2 separate regions of the Capsicum annuum genome follow, and region 1 is linked to region 2. A link is a contact called in public Hi-C data. All regions are on one chromosome and are shown on one strand. Each heading gives the region's core, a stretch centred on a gene start, on an enhancer-like site or on the middle of the called end of the contact. The rest is flanking DNA. Distances are from core to core; before and after follow the strand shown. Region 1 holds the start of LOC107870455 (NADH dehydrogenase [ubiquinone] 1 beta subcomplex subunit 7). Region 2 holds the start of LOC107870458 (protein indeterminate-domain 5, chloroplastic).

Evidence for each region. Hi-C and Micro-C count contacts between places; a contact is called where the count stands out from the background.
Region 1: a contact with region 2 is called in a Hi-C map of placenta, with 4 times the contacts expected there. The contact joins the promoter of LOC107870455 here to the promoter of LOC107870458 in region 2. A contact is called at or near these places in 3 of 5 Hi-C or Micro-C datasets (leaf and placenta).

Annotation. Positions count from the first base shown.
Region 1 is chr5:24,515,763-24,518,478 of UCD10Xv1.1, reverse strand. It overlaps LOC107870455 (NADH dehydrogenase [ubiquinone] 1 beta subcomplex subunit 7), which reads right to left and starts at 1,395. Exons shown (of 2, transcript XM_016716989.2): 1 at 1,007-1,395. The coding sequence starts at 1,325. The coding sequence ends at 1,023.
Region 2 is chr5:24,285,848-24,288,592 of UCD10Xv1.1, reverse strand. LOC107870458 (protein indeterminate-domain 5, chloroplastic) reads left to right here and starts at 1,387. Exons shown (of 7, transcript XM_016716990.2): 1 at 1,387-1,555; 2 at 1,703-1,750; 3 at 1,840-1,981; 4 at 2,711-2,745. The coding sequence starts at 1,840.

The sequences.
Region 1 (2,716 bases), core at 146-2,645, 230 kb before region 2:
TTCCCACAAAGTGGGGTCTGGGGTAACTTGCAAACCACTACTTCATATTTTTGTTTCCTTTCATAATGGTGGTGTCTAGGCACCAGATACATGCTACTTTCCACCAACAAAAGGTACCGCATAATTCTGTCCACCAAGACTTCTACATATGAGAAAAGACCACCTACCTTTTGTCTCCACTGACATATTAGTGTTGGTTCCCACGGTCCATTGCGACTATAGTGATTCTTTCATTCCAAATGCTACATACATTTATTGGAGGGGAACTTTGAATTCTTTAAAACATTCTCTTATTCATACCTTTATCTTTCCAAATAATTCCTTTGCAAAATGCAAAAACACCCAATTTGAGTAACACTTTCTAAGTTTCAAAATTTGCACACAATTCCATAAATGCTACTCTCTCTGTTTTAATTTGTTAGTCTGGTTTAGACTTGACACAAGGTTTAAGAAAGCAAACAAAACTTTTTAATCTTGTAGTCTTAAACTAAACATATGTAGAATCTATCAAAATATCTTTAATCTTATGATCTTAAACATGTTAGGTGGAAAGTTGAAATTTAAGAGTTGTCAGAAAAGGCAATAGTCATCCTTTTTGAAACAAACTAAAAAGTTAACTAAAAAAGAGAAGTCCGGTGCATTAAAGCTCCTGAAATGTGCAGGTCCAGGGAAGGACCCCACCACAAGGGTCTAATCTTACCTACCACAAGGGTGTATTATGCGCAATCTTACCTTATATTTCTGCCAGAGGCTGTCTCCACGGGGCATCAACTTTACAAATTACTCCAAGGCTCCCCGCTTCAAGGGAGTATAACATTATACTACTTTCCAACATTCAATCGAACTTGCGAAGTGTTACTTCAAACTTTTTCTTATTACCACTGACATAAATTATACATCAAATTAACATATTAACCTCCGCCATTCAATCAAACACCATCATAAAAAAACAAATTATTAAAAAAGCATTTTGGAGCAAATATTGATGTGATAGGCTGAAACTGACCTAAGCAGTAGAAAAACTAGGCATTTGCAGTCTTAGGAATGAGCGGAATGGATTGTGTTCCCTTTTGCTTCATCCGTGCTTCTTCTTCACGGATCTTCTGCATCTGAAGCATCCGTTCCATAACAAGTTCATAGGCACACTTTTCATATGTATGGCGTTCGTCTTCGCATTTCCATGGGAGGTAGAATTCGGATTGACGACACTTGTTCAATGGGATCAACAGGTGTGCGCACTGATCTCGATAAGCTAATGGCACTTTGTTCTCCACCATTTCTGCTTGTGTTGCTACCATCTTCTTCGATGAACCTGGTACCTCCATTTTCGTCTGCCAATTTTCCCCTCTTTTGATTTCTCTTTTTTTGAGTTTATTAGGTGTTGTGCTCTTTGTGAAGGAATTTTGGGAGGGATGTGGGCTTTAGATTTGTTGTGATGATTGGGCTACACTTCAAGCCCAAAATGTTGTATTGATAGAATTTTGGCGAAAATGACGGTATTGTACACTTAAAACAATATAAATCTCAACAATTTGGAGTTTAATTACAGAAAATTTTGATATTTTACATAATTACTGAAAATTTCAATTTTGATATTGTTGAGATACATAATTAGCTTTGGTACGTCCAATGAAGACATATTTTTTTCTTTGTAAAAATATATAATTAGCTCCCGCTACATTTTTTTTTATCTGTCGAGATACATAATTAGTTGAATTTTTTATAATTATTTTGTAAGAGTGGAGATTTGTGTAAATATGATACGTTAGGGTGTATGTAATCCCTACAGTTTAGAGTTTAATTACAGAAAAATTTAATATTTTGCATAATTATTGAAATTTCAGTTTTTGGTCTGTCAAGATACATAATTAGCTCCCAATACATCCAACAAGGATATACTTTTTTCTTTGTAAAGATGCATAATTAACTCCCGATATATTTTTTCAATTTTGGATCTGTCGATATACATAATACATCCACCGAAAATATAGTTTTTCCTTTGTAAAGATGCATGATTAGTTTTCGATCCATTTTTCTGATTTTGGGTCTGTGCAGATACATAATTAGCTCCCAATACATCCAACAAAGATACATAATTAGTTAAATTTTTTATAATTATTTCGTGAGGATGAAATTTATGTAAATATGGTAAGTTAAGGTGTACTTTATGTTATTTTTGGTAAGTATTTGATCGCCTTATTTAAAATAAGAAAAAATTACCTATTGAGTACTTTTTATAAAATATTTAATGCTTTTAAATGTACTTGTTATTTAATATATAGATATACCATATTTAAAAATATTTACCATCTATAACAATTGTATTATGTATTAAAAGTGAATATGTATACAATATAGATGTATTAGAAGTGTATTAAATGCATTTGACTTATTTTGGTTAAATAAATGCGCTACGTATTAAAAATAAATTATGTATGTAATATAATCAGGAACGGCTGAAGCATGAAGCAGCTAAAGCTGCTGCTTTAGGCTCCTATTTTGAGGGCCTCAAAATTTCATAATATGTGTACATATTATATTATTTTTATCTCAATATATGTGATTTCATAATATGTGTATATATTATATTTTTTGTCTCAATATTTGTGATAGTGTTTGAATTTTAAGAGTCAAATGAGTTATTTTTTTCAAAATATATAAATTTTATTTGAAATTTTAATGATTCTATATATAAGCATAGAATCAAAAGTTAAGA
Region 2 (2,745 bases), core at 138-2,637:
ATTTGATGTAAACATCGAATTGATCTGACTAGATTTATCTTGAGCCACACATACACATCCTCCCAATCCACTTAAGACTTTCACCTTTATGATTCGATGATAGTGTGAAAAATAATACAAGTTTAGAAAAATCACATATTAAGAGTTAGCTATTAAGGTGGGAGAGCAAGCTTATATAAGTCCTATATCAATTTTTCATTTGATTGATGTGGGACACAAGGCTCATCCCTTGCAATAATATCATAATAAATCACCACGCTCTACATCTGTAGTCCTTGGGCTGTGTGCTAGACATGGCTAGCCCTATCGAACACTTCCATACTGGCCTTATCATCCTAGGCACAGTGGGTGAGGAAGGTGATGAGTGACTCAAAAATATCGGTACAACCTTACGAGATGCACACCCTAAAAGTTAGTTACAAAGTAGGAGAGCCCAAGACTATAGAAGCCTTATATTAATTTCTCATTTAACCGATGAGAAACTCAAATCCCATTTCTTACAATAATATCATAACATGGAACAATAATATTGATCACAAAGGAAAAAACACATGCGGCGTCAACATTATAGGAAAACAAAATTTCATCAGATTTCGCTAGTGTTCTGACCATAAATTTTGAATCAAATTTAAAATTTAATCTTTTAAGTATATGTTTGACCATAGATTTGGATGAGATTTTGAAAATATGTCATGAAAAAAAAAGATTCAAGTTTAAAAAATTGGTCACTCAAAAAACTTTTAAAAAAAAATCAAGTAAAACGGATGGCCAATTACAACTTCAAAAATTCAAATTCAGATTTCAACTTCAAAATTAATAACTAAACGGAAGCAAATATAAAAATTATTATCTATTTTTTGAATAAAATTCTAAACAAACAACAAAAATCATCACTAACGTCTTATTTAGCAATGGATTATCATAGAATCATATTAGATACTAGCTATACAGCAACAGATATAAAATGAACTCCATAGCTGAAGTCATTTTTTTTTCAATTTTACATTTTAAGTAGCGATTCATGTGCTTAGAGGTCATCGATTCAAGTCGCGAAAATAGTCTTGCATATAATAAATCTTTGTATTCGATATTTACATAGACTTCATGTGCGGAAGCTTTATTGTACCAAACTATCCTTTAAGTAGTGAAATGAATTATAAAATAGAGAAAAATGAATAAGAGGGGAAAATTATAGATGGGATGAAAATTGTTTGGACCACCTTTAGAAACGGATTCAATAATGCGGAATCTGAGTTGATCAAGCTCTAATATAGATATTAAATTTAATGAAAAAATAGAGGAGAGAAAGAAAATAAAAAAGAGAGATGGGGTAGGGGTAGGGTGGGGGCTATACGGATATGTGTTTGTGTGTATGCATGACACCTAAAACAAACAACATATAGAGAAACTTCATATAGCATCTTTTCTTGGAAATTTTTCATTTAATAGCAAAGTGTTGAAAGAAGAAAAAGAAAGAGAAAAATAAAACATGGGATGAATATTCTCTTTAATTCCTCTTACTCACTCACTCACTCAATTTTAAGTTCTTGATAAGGTTTGTGAGTAAAATTCAATTCTTTTTTTTCCTTCTCTTTGTTTTTCCCTTCATCTTTTTGTAAATTGAGTTAATTTTCTTTCTTTCAACCAAACAATTCTTGGTGAATTTAATTCTTTTTTCCTCTTATCTTTTTTGGTTGTGAAGAGCAAGAGCAAATCAAGATCAAGAAGAAATTAATTAAATCAAGTAAAGGTTTGTGAGTGAAGCTTGTTGAATTTAGTTGTTTTTTCTTTCATCTTTTTTTTGGTTGAATTTCTTAATTTATTTTTTTTAAATTATAGATGGCTGGAGGTTCATCATCAACTATGTTTTTTGCAATGAGACAAGAAGAAGAATTAATTCAAAATCATCAAGAAATGCTCCATCAATCTCATGCTCATGAAGCACCAACAAAGAAGAGAAGAAATCAGCCTGGCACACCAAGCAAGTATCTATCTAGTAATTAATTAGACTAATTTTTATGAAAAAGAAAATTCTTTTTTTTTGGAACATATGAACAAGAAATTAACACTAGCTAATTTCTTTCTTCTTTATTTTCTTATAAATCTATCTATAGTACAAATAAAGGTTGAAAAAATAATTTATAACTCAAGTTCAAGTTTTACCTTTAAAAAAAAAAGTGAGGAAAACCCTAATTTGTTAGTTCAATTTTTTGTGTAATAAAAACCACCCTTTCCATTAATGGATATGATGAATAGGGAAGACGAAAGAAATCAACTAAAAGATTGAACCGCTTGACTGACCCCTTCATGTATAGTTCATTTGCTACAACACTAACATATATTTAGTGTAATCTCACATATATTCATTCATTAATGTTGGAATATTTTGGGAATGATTGTGCAAATCGCGCTAGCGAAAGATCATCTCCTTTCATTTTTATCTTATAAAATATCTTTTTTAAGTTTCCACCATATATAGATGATGAAATTTTTTTCTAACATATGAAAAAAAAAATCGTTTGTTCAATTGATGCCTTCATAATCCATTCATTAAGATTGGGATGGCTGGAACCAATCAGAAGTGCAAATATTTTTATTTGATATATATTCTCCGTCATGAATTTTGTAAGTTTATTTCCATCATATAGATGACGAATTTTATCACTTATAATAATTCGTCATTTTGTTTGGATTGTGGTGGGATGAACAGGTCCAGACGCAGAAGTGATAGCGTTGTCACCAAAG